Regions from separate parts of the Mus musculus genome. Here region 2 is linked to region 1. The links are chromatin contacts, called in public HiChIP or PLAC-seq maps. All regions are on one chromosome and are shown on one strand. The core of a region is the stretch at or near the end of the contact, and the rest is flanking DNA. Distances in the headings are between cores, read along the strand shown. Region 1 has its middle 130 kb from the start of Hira. Region 2 has its middle 39 kb from the start of Gm35545.

The links. HiChIP or PLAC-seq counts read pairs in DNA pulled down with a chosen protein or histone mark.
Region 2: a contact with region 1 is called in a CTCF HiChIP or PLAC-seq map of large pre-B cells, with 6 times the contacts expected there. The contact joins two enhancer-like sites.

What each region holds. Positions count from the first base shown.
Region 1 is chr16:19,000,086-19,007,146 of GRCm38.p6, reverse strand. No RefSeq gene overlaps it. Among named protein-coding and RNA genes, the nearest start is that of Hira, 130 kb to the right of the region's middle. Within about 2 kb of position 4,321, at least 18 of the 459 cell types and tissues checked have an H3K27ac peak or open chromatin away from gene starts, as enhancers often do.
Region 2 is chr16:19,175,503-19,182,563 of GRCm38.p6, reverse strand. It overlaps Igl. Among named protein-coding and RNA genes, the nearest start is that of Gm35545, 39 kb to the left of the region's middle. Within about 2 kb of position 2,598, at least 27 of the 459 cell types and tissues checked have an H3K27ac peak or open chromatin away from gene starts, as enhancers often do.

The DNA.
Region 1 (7,061 bases), core at 3,072-5,571:
AAGAAGGAATGTTAATAGTTAAAGGTCATAAAAAAAAATCAGAGAACAGGTCTAGGCAGTGTCCTAGGTGATTATAATAGTGGCTGGGATTAGTAAGGGGCCCCATATGTCAAGCACAATGCAGATAACATCTCTTTCAATCTCCAAATCCATCCTCTGGGACTTATTCTTAATCAAAACCTCATACAGAAGAGGCAACAGATTTAACAATAGAAAGTGAGTAGCTTAGATAGGGTCAAGAGCTGATGAACTTGGAGCAGTATATATCTCTGGATGTCCACCAACACCTTCTACAGAAATAACGGTCCTCCAGACTGTCCTGAACTCTCTGCTGATGACCTTCCACACATTTGACAATTTATTTAGTTTACTACAAGCCATACTACCTGTAGCTCAGACCCTATGAACATCTGATCTTGTAGCTATTTAATTTCTACACCCTTGAAATGACATAAGGCTCTTCATGGTATTTTCATGGTAGATGAAAATAACCTCCATGTGAGCATGTCCATTGTCCAGAAGTGGGTAGCACTCTACACTAAACACCTTGTGTGACCACAGGTATATATATCTTATTTTCCTGGATGTTTACCTGACTCATCAGATAGATATAAGGGCCTGGGCTAGAAGTCAAAATACTTGGGAGTTAATTTTGTCTTACTCCTGGGGATTTTGCTGCAATGGGATGATGGTCCTGATGTTGGCCTTAGAAAATTTCAAAGTGTCCATTTTGATCATTAGTGGCCCTGTGATTTTACACAATAAAAAGACCCAAAAGATACTTAGCGGCATCTCATTTCATGCTGGTGCTTTTCAAATTTGTAAATCTGGCCAGAAATAGTCTTTTGTACTTGTTCTTCTGGCCTTGACCCACCTGAGCCCTGCTATCCGCAGTCTTCTGGGTTGTGTGCTTTATGACCCTTCAGTTCTTGCCCTGGACTAAAAATCACAATCAAGTCCTACAGCTGTTTTCCCCTTCATAGTTTAAGTTCTATCAGCATCCAAGTCTCCTATAACAAATTCTGCCCTGGGTCTACCCAAAAGCATATTCTTCTCATTCCCTCGGGGTAAATACCAGATAGTACCTCTTTTTACTCCCCTGTTCCATATATTGGTCTCGAGCACCCACTCATAGGGCATAGATCACAGCCTAAGCAGAGAATAAGATTGCATCCCTGGTAGCATGAGAGACAAGAATCCAGAGGATGGAGGTAGAGAAGCCAGGATGCTTAAGTGGTGCTGAATGCACTATCTATGGCTAAACAGAGGATTCACATAGTAGCTATACCTCAATTCCTTTGGTCATGACCACTGGATCCAGCATGCCCTGATTCTCTTCACTTTTTGATTTTTAAGATTCCAAACCCTGGTCCTTTCTTTAGTGGTAGCAACAACCTTGGAACTCCAGTACACTATGGATATAGGAGCTCTCATTGGCAGTGCACACTAGGATTTGCTGACTACACTCCAAGACATGAACTGGAAAATATATTGAAGACATTGGAAGATATACATGGCTACGTGTAGGACCACATTCTTACAGATTTTTAGGAGTACAGATTAGGTAGAACCCACGATTGCTTCTCTTCTAAGTGGTCAGATAGCTTCGGTTGTGACTAGAGATTCTCTGAGTCATGATTGTGGGGTAACCCCAGTAGAACATGGCTAGTACCTCCTGGGTATGAGCCAGAAAAGCCACAGGTAGGGAAATGAATTATCTCTGCTGGGGTGAGCACAGCTCATCTGTGTTTAATCATGGAATGTGTTTCTTTCTCAATCTATGATGAGAAAATCCATAAGATTGTCAAACACTTAAGATTGTCAAAGTTAAATCAAGATCAAATAAGCAATTTAAACATATCTGTAATACCTATTGAAATATAAGTAGTCAATAAATGTCTCCCAACACCCCAATAAATATCAAGGCAAAGGACTTTAATCCAGAATTCAAACCAACTTTCAAAGAATTAATACCAGAACTCCTCAAATTATTACACAAAATAAAACCAGAAGAAACAAAGCTAAATTTATTTTACAAAACCAGTTAGTTACCCTGACACTCAAACCAGATAATAAACCAACAAAGAAGAAATACAGACCAATTTCCATTATGAACATCAATGCAAAATTTTTCAATAAATACAAACAAATCGAAGAACACATGAAAAATAGCATCCACCCTGATCAAATTTCAGAGATGCAGGGATTATCTGACCCATATAAATAGATAAATGCAAGCCATCATACAAACAAATTGAATGACTCAAACCACATGAATATCTCATTAGTTGCAGGAAAGGCCTTTGACAAAAAATCTAACATCGCTTCATGATATAAGTCCTGGAGAGATGAAGGATACAAAGGACACACCTCAACATAATAAAGGCAGTTTACAGCAAGCCTATAGCCAATATCAACTTAAATGGAGAGAAAACCAATGCAAATTACACTAAAATCAAAAACAAGGCAAGGTTGCCCACTCTCTCCATACCTATTCAATATATGACTATCAAATCAAAAAATTTAATGCACATTCCATGGCTTCTGCTTCTGGTTCATACGGTTTGTTTCTAAGACAATGACTAGAATTGGAATTATAGCCAGGAAAGCCCTGAGTGAATCCCAGGAAAATACATGAGGGCCTCTTACTATGAAGAAGAGACCACCTTTATTGAGTAATACTAAAATCCAGACACAGAGAGAAAAACTTAAGAGTTAAAATAAGAAACAGGCTTACTTGGAATATAAAAAGAAATGCATTGGATCCAGACAGAAGAGATGGAGAAGGCAAATTTCAGAATAGCTATGGTTTGGGGAGTTAAATTTGACTTTGGTATGAACACATGGATATGATCTGACCCTGCGTCCAGCCTTTACCATGATAGTGATAATGGTAGACACTCTAGCTACTGGCTTCATACAAAAATGACATATGCCCTTGGACTCAATTAAGACATCTTTCCATGTCTTCCTGGGAATATCTGTTATATCTTTTTTATAGGAAAAATAATTTCATATCTCTTTCCTTATTCACAGACTTTTTAATACTACTATAGATTTTCCATTTGGAAATTTTTTAGTACATGGTGGTCAAGAAACAATGGGTATGTAAACCTAAGATTTTTCTTCTCATCTTTTGCACTGACTAAAACAGTGAACTGCCTTGCCCCATTTGCATGACACATAATACGGTAATAATTCTCAGCTGTATCCCAGAAACAATATGCCTGTATATTCTGAGGGCACTTGGGATCCAAGTATTGACAGAAGCCCCCTGAGGAAGCATGGGAAATTTGTATAGCTGTTCATGAGATTTTAGGGAAATCTCCCTGGGTTCTACTGAAAGCAGAGAAGCAGAGTTCCCATAGTGAAGCCACTGCCCATGCTGCTAATGAGTGTGGCAAATGCTCCAGAAGATAAACAATGAGGGCAGCTGAGTCAGCACAGCTTAGCAGAGGGAGCATGGAAACAATAAGTGTAGTGGGGACCACAGTAGATGTTCCCATGGATTGCTGGTCAGGGTCTGGAACATGGAGTAGAAATGGAGATGAGCTGGTGTACATCCCTACCTGTGACTTGAGGGAAGAGCAGGAAGAAGGGCAAATATACACCACAGCATGGGGGACACTGATCCTAACCTTTAGAATGGGGAGGTCCTGCCTAGGTTCTCATTGTATCTCTTCCTCATGCCAGACCCAGAGGCTTTCCTGCAATGTGATTCCATTCATGATTACCTCTGCTCCTCCCCCAGCCTTAGTGCTAATGCTCAACTCACAAACACTTAGGATGAGGGGGGTTGATTTATATCCTGGGGGCCTGTCAGGAGATACTGCCTGCAGAGCAAAGAGAAGGTATGCATCAAGGACTCTTCCAGGCTAGGGAAGTTTCAGATGCTGATTCCTAATCAGTGAGCAGGTGGCATCTTTTCTATAGCAAGGTTCCTTTCAGTAAATTAGTTTACTGTAAACATAGACTGCCTCACAGTGCCCCCTGCTGGTTACAAGGCACACAGTCACCATGGCCAACAGGCTATGTTCATTCTGCATGCAACTCACCTGATCAAACATCCACAGTCTAATTTCTAAGTTGTGTGATACTTACTGATATGCTATGTATAATTCTCTAACGTATCACAACCAAGAGTGCTCTTCCCTGTGAAATCTTAATGCAGTGGATTTCATGTGTGCACCATAGGCAAACATGAGCTGTGAATCCTTCCACCACATGGTCCTCAGCCCTCAGAGCAGTTACATTGTCAGAGGTAGATAAAGGGACACCCTGTGTTCTGTGCTGTGCATTTGCCCCCTGGCAGGATGCAATTGCTGTAGCACTGTAAAGGTCCAGTGAGCAGCTGTACATGGTGCAAGGAATTTGAACATGTGAGATCTCTGAAGACTTCTGAGAAGCTTCACAGCACCCTCTGGTGGCTCCATTATTCTCAGGGTTGGGGTGTTTCATTCATTTAACAACTGCCTACATATTTTTTTTTATTACGTATTTTCCTCAATTACATTTCCAATGCTATCCCAAAAGTCCCCCACACCCTCCCCCCCCCCCACTCCCCTACCCACCCATTCCCATTTTTTGGCCCTGGCGTTCCCCTGCTGTGTACTTATTTTATCAGCATTTATTTCCCAAGCTGACTCATAATCACACACACATATACATATACTATATATGGTACATATATATCATATATATGCATATTATAAAGATCTCTTTATTTCAAAAGTGGAGCCAGCTAGGTCATAATGAATGCTCATATTGATATAATCTTGAATTTGTGTTACCAGCTGTCTATTGAGGATTTTTGCATCTTTGTACATCAGGAAGATCCATTTGTAATTTTCTTTTTAAATGGTGTCTTTATTCGTTGTATGAAAGCAATGGTGGAACCATCATAATAAAGTGCAATCACTCCTCTCTTGTGTATTTTATGGAATAAGATAAGTATTGTTGTTATTTCTTGGAAATTCTGTTAAAATTCTATGGTGAATTCATCTGGTCCTTGGTTTTTTAATGTGTGAGACATGTAGCTCTTTCCTTTGATTTAAAATTATTTATTTTGTATTTAATGTATTATAGGCAACATGAAAATTTCCCACACATATTAGGAATTCTAATATTGTCTAATATAGGTATTTAATCCACATCCTTATTATTTCCTGAATGGAATGATCCATCTTCTATGGCCTGTATTTTATATCCAAATTTATTAATTCAAGTCTTCTTTCTTCCTTTAGCTAAGTTGACTAAGGGTTTGTTAGCAATGCTTATGTTTTCCTTTTTTTAATTTATTTATTTATTTATACACTTTTCAAATGCTATCCTGAAAGTTCCCTATATCCACCCTCTGCCCTGCTCCCCTACCTACCCACTCCCACTTCTTGGCCCTGGCATTCCCCTGTACTGGGACATATAAAGACTGCACTACCAAGGGGCCACTCTTTCCAGTGATGGCCGAGTAGGCCATCTTCTGCTACATATGCAGCTAGAGATATGAGCTCTGAGGGTATTGGTTAGTTCCTATTGTTGTTCCACTTAGACAGTTGCAGACCCCTTCAGCTCCTTGGGTGCTCTCTCTAGCTTCTCCATTTGGGGGCCCTCTGTCCCATCTTATAGATGACTGTGAGCATCCACTTCTGTATTTGCCAGGCACAGGCATAGCCTCGTATGAGACAGCTATAACAGGGTCCCTTCAGTGAAATTTTGCTGGCATATGCAATAGTGTCTGGGTTTGGTGGCTAATTATGGGATGGATCCCCTGGTAGGGTAGTCTCTGGATAGTCCATCCTTTCATCTTACCTCCAAACTTTGTCTCTGTAACTCCTTTCATGGGTATTTTGTTCCCTATTGTAAGGAGGAATGAAGAATCCACCCATTGGTCTTCCCTCTTCTTGATTTTCTTCTGTTTTGCAAATTGTATCTGGGGTGTTCTATGTTTCTGGGTTAATATCCACTTATCAGTGAGTGCATATCTAATGACTTCTTTTGTGATTGGGTTACCTCACTAAGGATGATTTCCTCCAAATACATCCATATGTCCAAGAATTTCAAAAATCCATTGTTTTAATAGCTGAGTAGTACTCATTGTGTAAATGTACCATGTTTTCTGTATCCATTCTTCTCTTGAGGGACATCTGGGTTCTTTCCAGCTTCTAGCTATTATAAATAAGGCTGCTATAAACATAGTGGACCATGTGTTTTTGTTACCACTTTGAACTTCTTCTGGGTATATGCACAGGAGAGGTATTGCTGGATCTTCTGGTAGTATTATGCCCAATGTTCTGAGGAACTGCCAGACTTATTTCCAGAGTGGTTATACAAAGTAACAACCCACCAGCAGTGGAGGAGTGTTCCTCCTTCTCCACATCCTCGCCAGGATCTGCTGTCACCTGAATTTTTGATCTTAGCCATTCTGACTGGTATGAGGTGGAATCTCAGGGGTGTTTTGATTTGCATTTCCCTAATGATTAAGAATGTTGAACATTTTTTCAGGTGCTTCTCAGCCATTTGGTATTCCTCAGTTGAGAATTCTTTGTTTAGCTCTGAACCCCATTTTTAATGGGGTTATTTGAATTTCTGGAGTCCGGCTTCTTGAGCTCTTTGTATATATTGGATATTAGTCCCCTATCAGATTTGGGATTGGTAAAAATCCTTTCCCAATCTGTTGGTGGCCTTTTTGTCATATTGACAGTGTCTTTTACCTTACAGAAGCTTTGCAATTTTATGAGGTCCCATTTGTCAGTTCTTGATCTTACAGAGCAAGCCATTGCTGTTCTGTTTAGGAATTTTTCCCCTGTGCCTATATCTTCGAGGTTTTTCCCTACTTTCTCCTCTATTAACTTCAGTGTCTCTGGTCTTATGTGGAGGTCTTTGATCCACTTAGACTAGAGCTTTGTACAAGAAGATAAGAATGGATCAATTCGCATTCTTCTACATGATAACTGCCAGTTGTGCCAGCACCATTTGTTGAAAATGCAGTCTTTTTTCCATTGGATGGTTTTAGCTCCCTTGTCAAAGTTAAAGTGACCATAGCTGCATGGATTCATTTCTGGGTC
Region 2 (7,061 bases), core at 1,349-3,848, 180 kb before region 1:
ACTTTATATGCCTCAGTACAGGGGAACGCCAGGGCCAAAAAGTGGGAGTGGGTGGGTAGGGGAGTCGGGGGGAGGGTATGGGGGACTTTTGGGATAGCATTGGAAATGTAAATGAGGAAAATACCTAATAAAAAATATTAAAAAAGAAAAAAATGAAAGGAATTCTAGTAAGAAAAAATATAAAACATTGAGCTAACACAATAACTTTGAAATTTTAAATTTTTAATTATAAGATCACATTGTATTTTCTGTCCATTTACAAATTTCAGAAGTATTATACAATATAGAGATGAAAATTTTATCCAGATTTTCTAAAAATTTTAGTATAAAATAATTATCTGCATTTAGACTTATTAAAAAGTCTAAGTAAAAAAAAAAAGACTAAAGAAGATACAGGGGTCAAAAAAGCTGGTCAGTGACTAAGGGAAGGCTATTGTCCACATCCCCCAAAGTTATGCCCTGATCTGTGCAGCAAACAAAGGAAATTTGTAGAGAAATCCCCAACAAACTCAGAAATCCTGTGTGCCCTGAGGCATCCAAGAGCAGACTTTATGTGGAAGGGATCAGACATTTGCCTAGGAATTTCATGAATTCATTCTTCTTAATAGCTGAGTAGTACTCCATTGTGTAAATGTACCACATTTTTTTGTATCCATTCCACTGTTGAAGGGCTTCTGGGTTCTTTCCAGCTTCTGGCTATTATAAATAAGGCTGCTATACACATAGTGGAGCATGTTTCTTTCTTATTAGTTGGAACATCTTCTGGATATATGCCCAGGAGAGGTATTGTGGGATCCTCTGGTAGTACCATGTCCAATTCTGAGAAACCGCCAGACTGATTTCCAGAGTGGTTGTAAAAGCTTGCAATCCCACCAAGAGTGGAGGAGTGTTCCTCTTTCTCCACATCCTCGCAAGCATCTGCTGTCACCTGAATTTTTGATCTTAGCCATTCTGACTGGTGTGAGATGCAATCTCAGGGTTGTTTTGATTTGCATTTCCCTGATGATTAAGGATGCTGAACATTTTTTCAGTTGTTTCTCAGCCATTTGGTATTCCTTAAGTGAGATATCTTTGTTTACCTCTGAGCCCCATTTTTTAATGGGGTTATTTGATTTTCTGGAGTCCACCTTCTTGAGTTCTTTATATATATTGGATATTAGTCCTCTATCTGATTTAGGATAAGTAAAGATCCTTTCCCAATCTGTTGGAGGCCTTTTTGTCTTATTGATGGTGTCTTTTGGCTTACAGAAGCTTTGCAGTTTCATGAGGTCCCATTTGTCAATTCTCGATCTTACAGCACAAGCCATTGCTGTTCTATTCAGGAATTTTTCCCCTGTGCCCATATCTTCGAGGCTTTTCCCCACTTTCTCCTCTATAAGTTTCAGTGTCTCTGGTTTTATGTGGAGCTCCTCGATCCACTTAGATTTGACCTTAGTACAAGGAGATAGGAATGGATCAATTCACATTCTTCTACATGATAACCACCAGTTGTGACAGCACCATTTGTTGAAAATGCTCTTTTTTTCCAATGGATGGTTTTAGCTCCCTTTTCAAAGATCAAGTGACCATAGGTGTGTGGGTTCATTTCTGGGTCTTCAATTCTATTCCATTGGTCTACTTGTCTGTCAGTATACCAGTTCCATGCAGTTTTTATCACAATTGCTCTGTAGTAAACCTTTAGGTCAGGCATCGTGATTTCACCAGAGGTTCTTTTATCCTTGAGAAGAGTTTTTGCTATCTTAGGTTTTTTGTTATTCCAGATGAATTTGCAGATTGCTCTTTCTAATTCATTGAAGAATTGAGTTGGAATTTTGATGGGGATTGCATTGAATCTGTAGATTGCTTTTGGCAATATAGCCATTTTTACAATAACAACAGATAATTTGAGGCAGTTCCAGAGCAGAGTCTGAAGTAAGAGGTTTGTATGAGGAATAAACTTTGAATGTAACTTCTAATTTGGGACTTTAACTAGAGGTTCACAAATCTTACAGCTCAGGAGATTTATGACACCAGGGCCTAGATCACCAGGCCTGGAATAGAAGGAATAAAAAGCTCATTCTGGCCATATGTACCAATTTGAAAGGTGTCAATGTCTTGAGCTTTACTGTCTTCTATGCCATTTACAAAACTTGGTAACATTCAAAATCAGAACAGGCATTTAGTAATCCTGTGAAACCAATACCTAGGACCTTCATTCCACTGCAGTGAAATCTCCAGAATCAGGTAGAATGGGCTCCTATCTAACTTAACTTAGTCCAGAGCCTTTCATCATGAAACAGGGAAACATGTTCGTCACAGTAAGGCACCTGCCTGTGCTCACACTGTGTGGAGTGCTGCCTCCTTCCAGGCAATGGACACTCTCATATAGAGGGATTTCTATTCATCATGCCAGTCTCATCTTGAGGAATGCAAAAAATCAACCAGCAATGAGAGCTGACAATGAGGATAAGCTGACATACAGGTACTATTATCAACCATCTACCAAAAACTAAGAGTGTGGATAGACAGCATTAAAGAGTCTAACAGAGCCTAGATATCTCCTTGTTTTGAAGAATACTCGAGTTGTTATACAGGAATAGATGCTACTTGCTCAATCTTTATCAGAACTGCACCCTGAGAAATTAACTTCCCCTCTGTGGTTTCCCTGTCTGTACTAGGGGGTGAGTATCAATCTGTCCAGGAAAGTGTGGAGTCATAGATTAATTGAACAGGAGCCTAGAGTATCCCTGGGCAGTGGGGATACTCAGTAATCTTCAGCTACCACTATCATCTCCTGAGATATTGCATAGGCCTGCCCTATAAAGGTAACAACCCTTCCCTAGAGCTTCACATTCCATCTGACCAATGAGCAGTTGAGTCATAAGTGTACACTACTGGGAAACAATTGATTTCCTATATGATAGAGTTGGCCAGGAATATAGGTTCTTCACTTGGTAAAGCAGCAATGTTTGAAGTTTGGCATATAGTAATAGTAAGAAGACATTACAAGCTCTGTGGAGTAGGTTGGGGCAGAGAGATGAACCTAGCTGCTTTACTGAGCCCACTATGACTGCAGCTGGCCACCCTTGAGAATCCACAAGCTAAAATTAGATCTGTGATAGCTGAAACAAAAACTCATGATCACAGAAAAAGAGAAATAAAAGGAAGTGAAACCAAGTCCATGACCAGCAAGGCATGGCCAGTAGGGGCAGGTGTGTCATTGGAGGGGCAGGGACCAGTTTTGAAAGTGTAGATGAGAGGTTGTGCATCTCAATGTTAGGGGCAACAGAGCCCCTTTGTACCTCATCCCCACTTTCATTCACATTCTTTGTGATGCTACACTTTGGCTGTCTCCATATACCAAGCTCAATAATGAATACTCAAATCCTGGAAGTTCATGGCCCAAAGATCTTTGTGACCAGACAGTGGTGGTCATGTGTGCTATCAGAGCACAAAGGAGTAAGCAACTTGGGTAGAGCACAAAACTCTCATGTGAACAGATATGAATGATTGAACAAGCACCAAAGTCTCACTTCTTCAGACTCTGTGATACAGAGGGATATTATCTGGCCTTTAAGGTACACTGACTTTGTTCCTTATGTCTAGAAGGTTGTAAACAGCCTTCCTATTATCCAATACTATTTCTTTTGGCAATCAGTCATGGAACCAACATGTGGAAACATATAGACAAGAGTTCATTGCTTTAGTGGGACATGGTATGGATGACTAGTGTACATGTGGTTTCAGTGGCTTGGAGCATTACCTGAATAGGTGTCAACAGAAGGAAACACTGTCCTACAGATCCAGGAAAAAATATCACTTTTATTTAAAGACAAGATTTCCTCTAGATAAAAGTCTAAATAGATCCACACAACATACTCTCAAGTTTGTTTCCAGTGGAAATTTGACTTTTTATGCTTTCCCATGTTTTCTCATTCGTCACTGAATGGCTACAGTCTTTATACTTGAGGAAGAAATGAATGGACTGATGTAAGAAGCAATATTTTCTACAAATACTCTCTGAGAAGAAATCAAAATACATTTGTAAAATGATATACAGAATATTTCTTCAAAGAGGTCCAAAGATTTGGGCAGGACATGATGGCAGATGATTATAATCACAACCATTGGTGAATAGGACAGTAGGGTAATCTGAGATGGAAATTCTAAGATTAGCTTTGTCTACATAAGAATATTCATCTTGCATACATATATAAACACATGAATAAAAGTGTGACAATTGGTGCTAGCATATCTGGATCTGGATCTACGATTACTGTCTATATGCATATGTATATATGCCTATGTAGGGGCAGTAATATTTTTGTTTGATGATCTGACTTTTCTATTTAATTACCAACAAAAATTCATTTTTTTACTTCATGAAATGTGAATTTTGTGGTTTCTAATGAATACTTATTTTCTGTGTGTTAATCAAGTGCACAGGATTTGAGATTGTGCTGAGGAAGAGAGAGAACCATTTCTATTGGTAAATGTTATAATTTCTGAACATACACATGGAAAGAAGTTCTTACAATGCTAAATCTTACTTTATACCATAAGCTATAAAACTCAAACAAAACTTTAGCCAGTAAATAAAAGCACATACTGGAGAGAATGTTATTGGACCATAAAAACTGAGCAAAGGGATTGCAGGAGTTATGACCTTGAGGTAGGCATTGGCAGAAAGTCAATTAGTGCTAAACAGTCAAAAATCACATTAAAAACACAAAGGTTAATGCCAAAATCAAAAAGGCAGCAATTTCACATCAAATTTTCAGCAATCTCTTTCTCTTTCCTTAGTTAGTTAGCACTATGAAAGAACCTAGAGTGTTCCACTTAATAGGTGAATATTCTACCACAGAGCTACAACCCCAGCCCTTGCTGTGACTTATTTTGAGGCAATGTCTCACTATTTCCTACGTGTCCTCCATACCAGCTAAACTTATTAGCTTGTATCACTAGGTTGACAGCTTCAACAGTTTCTACAAGAAAATTTAAAATCCTTCATAAACATTGAAGCAACTGACATGGATGTATAGAAAGGGGGGAACATTTTCACTACTGGCAAGAGTGTACATGAGTGCATACTATAAAAATTAGTGTGTATGTTCCTCAAAAAGTTAGAAATGAATGTACCATATAATCCATTATGGGGTATATATCCAAAGGACTCTTTAATCTACTGCACCTGGTTAACAGTGTTCAATGCTACTTGATGAACAGTAGTCAAGAAATGAAAATGTCAAAGAGGAACACTCCTCCATTGTTGGTGGGATTGCAGGCTTGTACAACCACTCTGGAAATCAGTCTGGCGGTTCCTCAGAAAATTGGACATAGTACTACCGGAGGATCCAGCAATACCTCTCCTGGGCATTTATCCAGAAGATGCCCCAACTGGTAAGAAGGACACATGCTCCACTATGTTCATAGCAGCCTTATTTATAATAGCCAGAAGCTGGAAAGAACCCAGATGCCCCTCAACAGAGGAATGGATACAGAAAATGTGGTACATCTACACAATGGAGTACTACTCAGCTATTAAAAAGAATGAATTTATGAAATTCCTAGCCAAATGGATGGACCTGGAGGGCATCATCCTGAGTGAGGTAACACATTCACAAAGAAACTCACACAATATGTACTCACTGATAAGTGGATATTAGCCCAAAAACTAGGATACCCAAGATATAAGATACAATTTGCTAAACACATGAAACTCAAGAAGAATGAAGACTGAAGTGTGGACACTATGCCCCTCCTTAGAAGTGGGAACAAAACACCCATGGAAGGAGTTACAGAAACAAAGTTTGGAGCTGAGATGAAAGGATGGACCATGTAGAGACTGCCATATCCAGGGAACCACCCCATAATCAGCATCCAAACGCTGACAGCATTGCATACACTAGCAAGATTTTATTGAAAGGACCCAGATGTAGCTGTCTCTTGTGAGACTATGCCGGGGCCTAGCAAACACAGAAGTGGATGCTCACAGTCAGCTAATGGATGGATCACAGGGCTCCCAATGGAGGAGCTAGAGAAAGTACCCAAGGAGCTAAAGGGATCTGCAACCCTATAGGTGGAACAACATTATGAACTAACCAGTACCCCGGAGCTCTTGACTCTAGCTGCATATGTATCAAAAGATGGCCTAGTCGGCCATCACTGGAAAGAGAGGCCCATTGGACACGCAAACTTTATATGCCCCAGTACAGGGGAACGCCAGGGCCAAAAAGGGGGAGTGGGTGGGTAGGGGAGTGGGGGTGGGTGGGTATGGGGGACTTTTGGTATAGCATTGGAAATGTAAATGAGCTAAATACCTAATAAAATGGAAAAAATGGAAAAAAAAGAAATGAAAATGTCCTAGATGTCTATCAACTGATGAATGGATTATGAAAATGTGCTACAATTAGGCATAGGATATTACTTAGTAGTTAGAAAGATAAAATGGTGAAATTCATATGAGTGGATCTAGAAACAACCTTTCTGAGACCCAGAAAGACCTGTATTAATTTTTATTTTCATATGAAGAGGTCATCTGTGAATGCCCAGATATATCTGTGTCATTTAGAAGACCCATAATGATCAAGAAATTAGTAAGGAACATTTTTTTTGCAAGAAGGGTCTTTAATGGTAGGTAAATAGAAGGCAGCTATATAGTTTTATAACAGGTTAAGGTAGAATAATTAAATGAGAAGATTTAAATTAGGGTGGTGTTTGGGATGCAAAGAAAAGGAAGAAATACTGGGAGCGATAAATAACACTAAAGACACCATCACCACCACCACCACCACCACAGTTTAAATGAAATTACACTACAACTGAGTATCAACGTCCCTACTAGTATTATAGGCTAAAATGTCTAGTTCCAAGAAGGGGTAACCTCCTCTGAAGTTGTTGGTAATTGAGGTCCCATATACCCTGAAACATTACAGCCTATGCAAAAATTGATGATAAACTCCTATTGTTGAAGATACTACATACTTGAATCTCAAAACATGGAGAAATCATGTTGGTACTTAACCTGGACACTTTATCCCTTACTGATTATCTTCCATTGTGCTATTTATGGTGCCAGAGGA